2 separate regions of the Mus musculus genome follow, and region 1 is linked to region 2. A link is a contact called in public HiChIP or PLAC-seq data. All regions are on one chromosome and are shown on one strand. The core of a region is the stretch at or near the end of the contact, and the rest is flanking DNA. Distances in the headings are between cores, read along the strand shown. Region 1 overlaps Gm10037 (predicted gene 10037). Region 2 has its middle 15 kb from the start of Zfp729a.

Evidence for each region. HiChIP or PLAC-seq counts read pairs in DNA pulled down with a chosen protein or histone mark.
Region 1: an H3K27ac HiChIP or PLAC-seq map of embryonic stem cells shows a contact between it and region 2, with 21 read pairs. The contact joins two enhancer-like sites. A contact is called at or near these places in 1 of 484 Hi-C or Micro-C datasets (embryonic stem cells), 2 of 115 datasets of contacts at active chromatin or transcription factors (both in embryonic stem cells) and 4 of 9 other capture datasets (adipose tissue, liver, macrophages and 1 more).

Annotation. Positions count from the first base shown.
Region 1 is chr13:67,840,394-67,847,072 of GRCm38.p6, reverse strand. Gm10037 (predicted gene 10037) reads right to left here. Exons shown (of 4, transcript NM_001309374.1): 4 at 3,781-4,077. The coding sequence ends at 4,003. Among named protein-coding and RNA genes, the nearest start is that of Gm10037, 13 kb to the right of the region's middle. Within about 2 kb of position 2,967, at least 66 of the 459 cell types and tissues checked have an H3K27ac peak or open chromatin away from gene starts, as enhancers often do. A contact at or near this core is called in embryonic stem cells, where this site is marked.
Region 2 is chr13:67,649,383-67,656,169 of GRCm38.p6, reverse strand. No RefSeq gene overlaps it. Among named protein-coding and RNA genes, the nearest start is that of Zfp729a, 15 kb to the right of the region's middle. Within about 2 kb of position 3,184, at least 6 of the 459 cell types and tissues checked have an H3K27ac peak or open chromatin away from gene starts, as enhancers often do. A contact at or near this core is called in embryonic stem cells, where this site is marked.

The DNA of each region.
Region 1 (6,679 bases), core at 1,718-4,217, 190 kb before region 2:
GCACACAGTCATAGGAATAGAACAATAAAATAAAATTACAAGAAATGAGTTATGTGTAACTTTAAAAAAAAGCTCACGGAAGATATTACAGAGTATAATGTAATTTTTTTGTGGTGCATGCATTTCTTTGCCCAATTTATTTAGCCTACCTCCTCAAACCTAAGAAACATAAGTTATTAGTATTAAAACAAACCAATTTTGAAGACAAAGGCAAGCTCATTCATTTTGCAGAAATTTTTATGGAGATACCGCATATATACAGCACCATTATCAGGTTGCTTTGAAACAGCAGTTTCAATTTAATTCCCTCACCAGACTATGTTAGAGCCTTTCAAAGGCTGACCAGATTGAGGCTTCCCCCACCCATGAGCTTGGCAAAGAACCCAATATATTTTTCCTCCTATCATCTGGATGGTTGTTTTTGAATACTATTGTCTGATGGAAGATGCAGACGTGGGAAGTGTTTTATAGGCAAAAGATGCAAGAAGACCTTGAATATCTGCACAAGATCTTGAATGTCTGCATAAGCAAGCAAAGAGCTGTTCTGCTCAAGATTAGGCAGTCAAAACAACTTCAGAATAATTTTTAAACATCTGTATGAGCAAGTTACCAAAGCCAAAAAAAAAATAGTAATATCATATCACAAGTTGATGGTCACAGCTGCATATTTCTGGGTTAGAGTTGCTCAGGTGGGATTCCTGAGAACCTTTCTTCCTGGAGCTTGGGTCAGGGACAAAGAGCTATTTGAAATCAAGATGGACAGCTATCATAAAATAATGCTTCTTCAGAGATGAGCCCAGAAACGCTGAGTTTCTGTTTCCCCAAATTCTAAACTGTGTTGTTCTGTCTTTTTTTTTTTTTTTTTTTTTTTTTTTTTGACATGGTGTCTTATACATCTGAAGCCTGGTTCTAACTCAGTGACTTGTTGTGTTGCTCAGGACTGGTTTTAACCCCTTGACCCTCCTGCTTCCATCACCCAAGTACTAGCAGTACAGATGTGCACCTCCTGGGCAGCCAATATCTTAATCAGTGAGCACATTGATGGAATGTGCTCCATCACACATGAGGAAAGACCCTCTTCCCATATCCTGTTCAGCCCCTTTTCCTAGTAACGTGATTTTTTTCCCCTTTCGAGCCGAACAGGAGATACTCGAGTGGTCCACAGAGCCATATACATATCTCCAAAGATACTGCACAGAAAATGGGACTTTGTGTCCTTTCTTATGTTTGACAGTACTGAGTATGGCTGAGGAGAAGTCAGGGACACAGTATTCTTTCTTTCTCTCTTTTTTAAAGATTTATTTATTTATTTATTTATTTATTATATGTAAGTACCCTGTAGCTGCCTTCAGACACACCAGAAGAGGGCGCCAGATCTCATTACAGATGGTTGTGAGCCATCATGTGGTTGCTGGGAATTGAACTCAGGACCTTCGGAAGAGCAGACAATGCTCTTAACCACTGAGCCATCTCTTCAGCCCCCAGGGGACACAGTATTCTTATGGCCCTGGGAAAGAACTCAAAGCTGTAAAATGGCAGAGTGAAGATAAGGGAGCAACCAGGTAGAACTGAAGTTTCCAAGATAATCGAAATACATCTATCAGAATCTTCTGACTCTTCTGACAGGGATGCAAGTGTGGCCTAGTGGAAACGGGCTTGCCTAACATTCTTGAAGACTTGAGTTCATCCCCAATAAAGCAAAAGGACAAGCAGTAAAGCATCTTTAGAGTATCCTAGTACGACTGGTCACAGTAAGTGGGATGAGTCAAACTTCAAAAACCATGGCAAGGCACATAGCTGAATTAAAAAAATAAAATTAAGTTGAAAAAACAAAAGGAGATAATTATTTTTAGAAACAATGTTTCTTTAGCCATCGAATCATCCCCTTTAGGTTACCCGGAGGCATTGGGTGAAGAATTTGCCCTCTGGGGAGTGATGAGAGGCAATGCTCATTTCAAAGAAAACATGCATAATGTAAAAAGGTCACTTTCACTAAACCGTGGGGGCTAGGGGCCCACACCACCGTCTCTAGAAGTCTGGGGACCCCATGGTATCTTTCTGAGAGGGGCACCTCTGAGTTCCGAGTACTGTGCAACTCTAGCCGCCAGCGGCCACAGGTTACTAAGCTCCTGAAAGGAAAGCTGGATTGGATGGGAAAGGCGGCGAGAGAAATAACAGGTCAAGACAAAATTCTCTGATCAAGGCTCAACTTTAATTCTAGGGTCTGATTTTTAAAGGGGAGAGAACCCATCCCCCACTATGCCAGGATCTCGTTGAGTCGCTTTGTCAGGATCTGTCAGGAAAACAAGCTCAGCTGCTCAGCAGGTAGCTTCTTGCAGACAAAAGACTTGACAAAGGTCAGAAGACTCCACCCTAGGTGAACTAGGGAGTGAGGCAAACAAGGTCTAAGCCACCCTGCTCAAGGTGGCGGTGGTGGGGGGAGGGGGGCGGGCGGGCGGGGGGGGGGGGGCGGGTAGGGTAGAACGACAGCAACCTGGAGCTTCCCAGTCGCCCAGAGCAGACCCGCATAGTATTCGCTGAAGCAAAGTGTCGCATCTGTAGTGGGTCCCGCAGGGAAACTTGAATTCAACGCTACTTGACATTACTGAAGCTCTGACGCTTCTTAGAAAATATTACTGACTTAACAGGGTTTGGGGGGGGGGGGGGGGGAGTGTGGCTATGGTGTTGTAACCATCATTACCAGCAGGTGGAGACATTGTCACGTACTGACTCATTTTTAAAGCCAAGGAACTGAAAATGCAGAACTACTGGTAAAAGGACCAAGAGAATCTGAACAAGGGGGAAAATCGGTGGCAATTTACGGAAGTGATCTACCTCCCGAGGGAGCAAATTCAGTCCCACACTTGTGTACTGATTGCCACCACACTAGTAGGGAATCACTGCCCTCCTCCTAGGTGGGGCTCTGCTGGAGCCACTGCCTGCTCCTGTCAAACAGTCCCTGAGGGAGGAGTGAGGATGATTGCAGGAAAGACGGAAAGAAGAGACAAGAGACAGATAGGGAAGACTGTCCAGTGAGTACAGCAGCAGCGTGTTTAATGAGTTTAGCCTGTTTTATACCCCACAGTGCCGTGGGAAGCAAAACCACAAGCTCGCAGACACAATGGCTGACATATCCATAGGATATCTGTTCCCATCCAGATATCCTCTGGGAGCCTTCCTGCTCCTTCTACAAAGGTTAATCGGAAGTCCAGTCCCTCACCTTGAGCCTCAAGTGCATCTCCTCTTATCGTTCCATGCATCAGTAGGCCAGGAAATCTTCCACTCTGCAGAACATTCTGCCAGGCCACAAACTCTGTTCTGTTTTGACCCGGCCTAGCAGGCAAGGTTTTACTCTGCTAGAGAAGCAGGTAACTGGCTCCCGACAGGGCTCCTAGATCACAGGTGGTAAAGTCACAGCAAAAATTCTTCTCAAAACACCTCCATGAAATGCAAAGAAGCAGGTCCCTTTATTACCAAATCCCACAGTGATTCTCCCAGCTCAAAATGTAATCCTTTCTTGTGCCTGTGGTTAAAGGAAATAGAACAATACAAAAGGATGCAAACTTATTTTAGGCCAGCAGTGCAACACCTTCTCATTCCTAATGCCAGGTGTCACCTGAGGTCTTACCTTACTTTAATTTCCATAGACTGTAGTGCTCTGTACAGGCAGCAGATCCCAAAACAGGGAGAGAGAAGGTGACCTGGCACACATCAGAAAAGTTACCTCTGCTTTCTTGTGCAGAGGAATTTATGAAATGGTCAGAGACTGTGAGTCAGACTCCGAAGCAATACCACAGAGTTTAATGCTCACTCCTTCCTACTGGCAGCCCACTGTAATCTCACCTCTTGTTCACTCAGCTAGCTGGAGATAAAGCAAAGCCCACAGTTGGCAAGGTCTTTAGCACCTGGACTTCTTTCTTGGGCACAGTAGAGTTGATACAACAGCTCTAACCACACAGTTATGAGACTGTGTCCAGGCCAGTTTTGCTTCTCTGTATACCATCAGGCATTCCAGTTCTGGCTGTAGTGACACTGCGGATTCCTTCCCCACAATTCCCTGCAAGGAGTCTGAAGAACCTATTAGTTAAGATAATTTCAAGATTACTTTGCTCCAAGTCAGAAAAAAAAATACCTCTTATTCTATTACCTTTTCCACATCAAATTAGGGTGGTGGTGTGTCATCAGTGCTAAGGAAATCCAATCAAGATATTAAAAATTATACAAATAGTCAAAGACATTCCATCGATAAAATCTAAATTGGTGTGATTCATGGGCTAAATCCTCTTAAAGCTAACCTTTTGATGTCAAAAGCCTTGCTCCTGCAAGTTAAAAATCCAAGGACCGAAATTCATCCTCCCATCTGCTCTGTCTGTTCCAGGAGTTCTCTGCACCTGAGCAACTTCAGCAGCTCCCACATCTGCCCCTGAGCAACTTCAGCAGCTCCCACATCTGCCCCTGAGCAACTTCAGCAGCTCCCACATCTGCCCCTGAGCAACTTCAGCAGCTCCCACATCTGCCCCTGAGCAACTTCAGCAGCTCCCACATCTGCCCCTGAGCAACTTCAGCAGCTCCCACATCTGCCCCTGAGCAACTTCAGCAGCTCCCACATCTGCCCCTGAGCAACTTCAGCAGCTCCCACATCTGCCCCTGAGCAACTTCAGCAGCTCCCACATCTGCCCCTGAGCAACTTCAGCAGCTCCCACATCTGCCCCTGAGCAACTTCAGCAGCTCCCACATCTGCCCCTGAGCAACTTCAGCAGCTCCCACATCTGCCCCTGAGCAACTTCAGCAGCTCCCACATCTGCCCCTGAGCAACTTCAGCAGCTCCCACATCTGCCCCTGAGCAACTTCAGCAGCTCCCACATCTGCCCCTGAGCAACTTCAGCATGCTCCCACTACTGCCCCTGAGCAACTTCAGCATGCTCCCACATCTGCCCCTGAGCAACTTCAGCATGCTCCCACTACTGCCCCTGAGCAACTTCAGCATCCTCCCACATCTGCCCCTGAGCAACTTCAGCAGCTCCCACATCTGCCCCTGAGCAACTTCAGCAGCTCCCACATCTGCCCCTGAGCAACTTCAGCAGCTCCCACATCTGCCCCTGAGCAACTTCAGCAGCTCCCACATCTGCCCCTGAGCAACTTCAGCAGCTCCCACATCTGCCCCTGAGCAACTTCAGCAGCTCCCACATCTGCCCCTGAGCAACTTCAGCAGCTCCCACATCTGCCCCTGAGCAACTTCAGCAGCTCCCACATCTGCCCCTGAGCAACTTCAGCAGCTCCCACATCTGCCCCTGAGCAACTTCAGCAGCTCCCACATCTGCCCCTGAGCAACTTCAGCAGCTCCCACATCTGCCCCTGAGCAACTTCAGCAGCTCCCACATCTGCCCCTGAGCAACTTCAGCACCTCCCACATCTGCCCCTGAGCAACTTCAGCAGCTCCCACATCTGCCCCTGAGCAACTTCAGCAGCTCCCACATCTGCCCCTGAGCAACTTCAGCATGCTCCCACTACTGCCCCTGAGCAACTTCAGCATGCTCCCACTACTGCCCCTGAGCAACTTCAGCATGCTCCCACATCTGCCCCTGAGCAACTTCAGCATGCTCCCACATCTGCCCCTGAGCAACTTCAGCAGCTCCCACATCTGCCCCTGAGCAACTTCAGCATGCTCCCACATCTGCCCCTGAGCAACTTCAGCAGCTCCCACATCTGCCCCTGAGCAACTTCAGCATGCTCCCACATCTGCCCCTGAGCAACTTCAGCAGCTCCCACATCTGCCCCTGAGCAACTTCAGCAGCTCCCACATCTGCCCCTGAGCAACTTCAGCAGCTCCCACATCTGCCCCTGAGCAACTTCAGCAGCTCCCACATCTGCCCCTGAGCAACTTCAGCAGCTCCCACATCTGCCCCTGAGCAACTTCAGCATGCTCCCACATCTGCCCCTGAGCAACTTCAGCATGCTCCCACATCTGCCCCTGAGCAACTTCAGCAGCTCCCACATCTGCCCCTGAGCAACTTCAGCATGCTCCCACATCTGCCCCTGAGCAACTTCAGCAGCTCCCACATCTGCCCCTGAGCAACTTCAGCAGCTCCCACATCTGCCCCTGAGCAACTTCAGCAGCTCCCACATCTGCCCCTGAGCAACTTCAGCAGCTCCCACATCTGCCCCTGAGCAACTTCAGCAGCTCCCACATCTGCCCCTGAGCAACTTCAGCAGCTCCCACATCTGCCCCTGAGCAACTTCAGCATGCTCCCACATCTGCCCCTGAGCAACTTCAGCAGCTCCCACATCTGCCCCTGAGCAACTTCAGCAGCTCCCACATCTGCCCCTGAGCAACTTCAGCAGCTCCCACATCTGCCCCTGAGCAACTTCAGCAGCTCCCACATCTGCCCCTGAGCAACTTCAGCATGCTCCCACATCTGCCCCTGAGCAACTTCAGCAGCTCCCACATCTGCCCCTGAGCAACTTCAGCATGCTCCCACATCTGCCCCTGAGCAACTTCAGGATGCTCCCGCAGCAGAAGACTGGAGGGTAGCTGGGATGTGTGGTGGTCCTTTCCCATCACCTTTCAAGAAAGATGTAGGTAGGCAGAGACCTTCACTGACAAACTAGCCACCTGTTAAAACACGCCAGGAGCAACCCTCCTCAGTCTCCTTCAGAAAGGAGAGAAAATGGATGCCAG
Region 2 (6,787 bases), core at 1,935-4,434:
TTAAATAAATAAAATCTTTAAAAAAAAACAAAACACAAAGGCTTACACCCAGTCCTTGCAATCACTGCCATTACAAACTGTTTAAGATGATTAAGTAATGTAAGTTAATAGTCAGATAGTAAAACTCATGGCCATATCCGATTCTAATTTAATTAATTACAATAAGTGTTTTCAAGATTATTCAAATAATGAATAGCTAAGCATAATGAATGTTCACCAATTCAGTTCTGCTACATATTTAGATCGTCTTCAAAAGTATCAGCATCAGAGATCCATAGAATATGTCATTTAATATTATTTCATTTGACTACGAAACAGGTGTGCTCCTGACAGTGTTCCCATTCCACTTCCAGGAAGATATTGAGCAGCATTACCTCCGGGCTGAGTTGCTTCAATCATGACAAAGTAGCCACTTTACAAAAATTGCTCTAATCCATATGCAGACAAAAATACTGTCCAAAAAGGACAAACAGATGTGGGATAGTTGACTAATAAGCTTTGCCAAGACAGCATAAGCTAGTCCTCCATAATTCCTGCTTCACTTAAGGACTGTTAGATGGTTCTGGGCCAGAAGTCTGAAGACAGATGCTCCAATGTTATAAGAAATTAAGGGACTGTCCAGGCAGTCAGCTGACTCCACAAAGTATAGCTTTATAAGCTATGTCTTTGTGCTTCCTACAGATTCAGGTAGTATATAATTTATTCTCAGATCTCTGATGGAATTGAAGACTAGTCATAATCTCATAATCAAACTTAAGTTGTTTAGCATTAAGGAAGATGATCTAGATTTATAAGGATGGATGTCAGATGGGAATACAAGTTAAATAAAACATAATTCAGGCACAGAATTGTAAACTTTTTAAGGGAGGATAGATGGTAGATTACTTTATCTACATTGACAAATATCATGGAATGGACGGTAAGTGTGTATCATAGTTTATAATTTGCATAATTGTTATAGTAGTGTTCAATGTATATCTGAGGGAGAGCCTTTCTTATTGGACAAAAAGGGGGAAGTGTTGTGGGTTGCCTGGATTCTGTTTGTATTCTGGTGTTAATTCTGCTTCCTCAAGAGGAGCTACCCTTTGACAAGCAGTTGATCACATACTCAGGTGATGTCATGCGAATCATTTGCCCATTCTTAACTGGTCAAATAAAGGCTAGAGCCTATGACTGGGCAGTGGAAGGAAAAGGAGGGACAAGAGGCCTTGAAGATCTGGGGAAGGAAGGAGGAGAAAAAAAGAAGAGAGGACAGAGGAGTAAGAAGAGTAGGAGGGGGAGGAAAAGGAGGAAGAGAAATAGAGCAGAACCATGTATAACAAGGAGAAACTGCAAGTAGCAAGGGTCTTATAGCTGGGGAAAAAGTTAGCATAGTGATAGAGCTGTTCAATCTAGTCTTATAGTTTATAAATATAATAGCTGGATTTTGTGTTTTTACACTGGTTTATAGGGGTTAATAATTCTTGTAACATAGAGTACTAGCAAATTCTAGTCATAAGCTTCACCTAGATTCATGTATGTGTTTTCATGTTTGAGTCTGAAGCAGGCGACTAGGAACAAAATTTATGTACCTCACATGTACTTATCATATTGTGGTCTTCAAGTGTTTCAGGGAATTGCTTAATATGATGGTTACATGTGTAAGTTTTTTTACAGTAAACTGAGACTATTCCTAACACTAACCTGTTAGGTCTCCAAGAAGATAATGGGGCCCTGCAATGCAGAATCCAGCTGGACTGTGGTAACACTGTCTTAGTCAGGGTTTCTATTCCTGCACAAACATCATGACCAAGAAGCAGTTGGGGAGGAAAGGGTTTATTCAACTTACATTTCCACATTGCTGTTCATCACTGAAAGAAGTCAGGACTGGAACTCAAGCAGGTCAGGGAGCAGGAGCTGATGCAGAGTCCATGGAGGGATATTCTTTACTGGCTTGCTTCCCCTGGCTTGCTCAGCCTGCTCTCTTACAGAACCCAAGACTACCAGCCCAGAGATGGTCCCACCCACAAGAAGCCTTTCCCCCTTGATCACTAATTGAGAAAATGCCTTACAGTTGGATCTCATGAAGGCATTTCCTCAACTGAAGCTTCTTTTTCTGTGATAACTCCAGCTGTGTCAAGTTGACTCACAAAACCAGCTAGTACAATTGACCCCTTGTCAACTTGACACACAAACACATCACTAGTAAGCCTCAACCCTTACATTCTTATTCATCCCCAATGTCTAAATAACTTTCAATGTCCCACAGTCTTTATATATTCTTAAAATTTCAATCTCTTTAAAATATCCATCTCTTTTAAAATCCAAAGTCTTTTTACAATTAAAAGTCTTTTAACTGTGGGCTTCACTAAAATAGTTTCTTCCTTCAAGACTGAAAATAACAGGGCACAGTCACAATCAAAAGCAAAAATCAATCTCCAACCATCCAATGTCTGGGATCCTCCAAGGGCTTGGGTCACTTCTCCAGCCATGCCCTTTGTAGCACACGTTGTCCTCTAGGCTCCAGATGCCTGTACTCCACTGCTGCTGTTCTTGGTGGTCATCTCATGGTACTGGCATCTCCAAAACACTGCATGACCCCTTCAGTGGTGGGCCAACAATTGCAACTGAGGCTGCACCTTCACCAATGGCCTTCCATGGCCTCTCACAGTGCCGAGCCTCAGCTGCTCTGCGTGACCCCTTCATGACTTCAAAACCAGTACCATATGGGTCACCCTTACACCTTACCAAGTCCTGCTGCTGCAGGAGTACCACCTTGGCTATTTCTGGAACACAGCCTCTTTGTGCTTTCAGAAAAACACTCCCAGAAGATATCACCTCAATGATGCTGGTCTCTTCTTAATCACCACTAATTTCTTAGCTCCAGCTAACCAGCATCAATAGTCCCAGTAATGCAAAGTTTTTGCTTTAGTAGTTCTGGTATCTTGTTAATCACAGCTGATTCTTCAGCCCCAGCTAACCAGAACCACAGAATAATCAAACTCCAAAATAGCAATGGCCCTGAAAAAGAGTCCTTAATTTTCCCTCTGAAATTTCACAAGCCAGGCCTCCATCTTCTGCACAGTTCTCAACCTTATCTTCCAAGCTCCTACACATCATCTGACAGAGCTCTTAACACAGAGTGGATCTTCTAGTCCTGCCAAGCACACTGGTCAAATCTGCTGAAAAGCCTTGGAGCCACTCACGAGGAAAAGAGTTTCAAGGAAACTCACGTCTTGGAGCTTTGGCATTCTCATTTACCCATATACTCATACCCTATTCCCGAGTTAGTCTGGTGTATGGAACTACGAACTCTCTTTTAGTATTATTTTATTATAAAAGCTTTTTAAGATTAAATTCTGAGATAGTTAAGTCTCCCCAGTGTTCCAAGCTCCCAGAAGCAGAGCTTAGAATCCTGTAAGAATGCAGTAAGGAAGTTAACCTATTCAGTAACTAATTAAGCATTACAAAAGACGGAGCCAGTGGCTCAGAGCTAGTCTACAAGGTGTTTACTAAGGACAGTAACAAATTGCATGCAAACAAGGAATACCACGAAAGAGCCAGGGAATCCCACTGAGATAGAAATCTTCAGTGCAGGCTACATTACATATTAGAAGCAAGTCAGTGAATTCTTCTGACAAATGGAGATTCTCCAGTTACTTAAAATTTACACTCATATAGGAATTTATCAAGGTCTAGGAGATAGGGGGGTTGTGATATTGCATTATTCATGAGGTCTGCCAAGAGCAGAACCCCCTGGTGCTAGCCTTCATAAGGTTCAAATGTATAGCACTAGAGTGTGAAATCCTTACCTGTCACTAAGCTGCCCCTAAGCAGGACTGCTTTATCTTTACTGTAACCTTCTACCTGGTTCCTATAAATCCTTTTGAAGTCATTCCTTTGTTTTGTATCAGGTAATTTCAATGTACTTTGCCTGCTACCCTTTGTATTTTCTGTACTATATAAGATTGGTGTTCACTTTGTGACAATACATTCAGATTCTACACAATCTCACCTGTTAGTCTGTCTGTCACCTGCCAATGCTTTGCCCACCTGCCCCAGAGACCCGTTCCACGCAGACAAAGGGACCCACAGGGTCTGTGACATAGCCCAATGTTCCAAAGTCCTTCCACAGTCCTCCCCAAAACATGGTCAGGTTGTCACAGGAATAACCCACTATGCTGGTACCAATTTGTCTTAGGGTTTCTATTCCTGGACAAAACATCATAATCAAGAAGCAAGTTGGGGAGGAAGGGCTTACACTTCCATATGGCTTACACTTCCATATGGCTTACACTTCCATACGGCTTACACTTCCATACTGTTCATCACTAAGAAATTCAGGACTGGAAATCAAGCAGGTCAGGAAGCAGGAGCTGATGCAGAGGCCATGGAGGGATGTTCTTTACTGGCTTGCTTCCCCTGGCTTGCATAGCCTGCTCTCTTATAGAACCCAAGACTACCAGCCCAGAGATGGTCCCACCTACAAGGGGCCTTTCCCCCTTGATCACTAATTGAGAAAATGCCTTACCATTGGATCTTATGGAGGCATTTCCTTAACTGAAGCTCCTTTCTGTGATAACTCCAGCTGAGTCAAGTTGACACAAAACTAGCCAGTTAACTACCATTGAGAAAATATTTTTGAAGATTCTGGCGCCAAGTTCTGCACAAACTATGGACAACTTTGGGTTGAATACTGTGTTCTACCTAAGCATGATTGCTACTAAGCTGACAAACACCTCCCAAAAATCAGCTTTGGACTATGAACTGCTCAGGACAATCAAATTGCTGATTCCATATGAGACTTAAATACACATTTTTCAGAATTTTGAATTCAAAAATACTTAGTCTTAAGCCTTCCAAATACAGCCAGGTGTGGTGGCGCACGCCTTTAATCCCCGCACTCAGGAGGCAGAGGCAGGCAGATTTCTGAGTTCGAGGCCAGCCGGGTCTACAAAGTGAGTTCCAGGACAGCCAGGGCTACACAGAGAAACTCTGTCTCGGAAAAACCATAAAAAAAAAAAAAAAAAAAAGAAGACTTCCAAATACAACCAAGCTCAGCATGTTGGAAAGCTTAGCACAAATAGCTTTATTAAATATGTTTTACTGTGTTTGCATTAAAACCATGCCCTTTTTATTTAGACAAAAAAAAAATGGAGAAATGTTGAAAGGAATCTGATCACACTGTTAAGCTCCAATTCTGTTATTTACAGGAAAATCCCATTTCTAGATGTGCTGTGGCTCAGTCCTAGCAGATGCCTTTAATCCAAGAGCTATCTCCTTGAATAATGTATGCAAGGTTAAAATAAAGTCAACCATAGGTCAAGAGGCAGAGGATGTGAAAGAACTCAGTGGGGAAACCCCCACTCAGCTCCCGATTCGGCATGCACCCAAGAATCACGAATAGAACACAACACCTTGGAGTTTCATTAGGTCCCATTTGTCAATTCTCGATCTTACAGCACAAGCCATTGCTGTTCTGTTCAGGAATTTTTCCCCTGTGCCCATATCTTCAAGGCTTTTCCCCACTTTCTCCTCTATAAGTTTCAGTGTCTCTGGTTTTATGTGAAGTTCCTTGATCCACTTAGATTTGACCTTAGTACAAGGAGATAAGTATGGATCGATTCGCATTCTTCTACACGATAACAACCAGTTGTGCCAGCACCAATTGTTGAAAATGCCGTCTTTCTTCCACTGGATGGTTTTAGCTCCCTTGTCGAAGATCAAGTGACCATAGGTGTGTGGGCCCCATAATCAGCATCCAAACGCTGACACCATTGCATACACTAGCAAGATTTTATTGAAAGGACGCAGATGTAGCTGTCTCTTGTGAGACTATGCCGGGGCCCAGCAAACACAGAAGTGGATGCTCACAGTCAGCTAATGGATGGATCATAGGGCTCCCAATGGAGGAGCTAGAGAAAGTAGCCAAGGAGCTAAAGGGATCTGCAACCCTATAGGTGGAACAACATTATGAGCTAACCAGTACCCCGGAGCTCTTGACTCTAGCTGCATATATATCAAAAGATGGCCTAGTCGGCCATCACTGGAAAGAGAGGCCCATTGGACTTGCAAACTTTATATGCCCCAGTACAGGGGAACACCAGGGCCAAAAAGGGGGAGTGGGTGGGCAGGGGAGTGGGGGTGGGTGGATATGGGGGACTTTTGGTATAGCATTGGAAATGTAAATGAGTTAAATACCTAATAAAAATGGAAAAAAAAAAAAAAGAAATAATGTTTAAAAAAAAAAAAAAAAACACAACACCTTGATGTAACAACAAGAGGTTTTTAATGGCGGAGCTCCGGGTAGAAACGTATCTCACATAACAGGAGACAGTGGATTCGACCAAGAGGCTTGGAAGCTAGGGGGTTTTATAGAAAAGGAGTGGGGCTGGGGGAGGAATTGGCGCGGTTTCACATGATTGGTCCATTTAAACATCAGCAGCCTGTAACATTTAACTTAGGTCAGAGGGGTGGGAGCTAGGGAGGCGATGGGCTTGCCCGGGCATGTCCTGGTCTGTTCTGCTATGTTCTCAGCCCCAGGTTTCAAAGCTCAGAAACAACTCTTTGGGCTATTTAACATACATTACATGAATTACAGTTTTATTTCCTTTCATTCCCCTCTTCTTCTGTTTAGACTAATTCTAATCATAGAATTTTAGAGATTGGTGTCCCCTAACTCTTCATCTACCTGAACTATAGGTTGATATTGCCTTTGAAGAACCATGAGTTTTACTGTATCAATTTTACTCTGGATGAAAGCCATTCCTCTATTTATTATACAAGGGCCGAAAACTAAAGCTAAGCA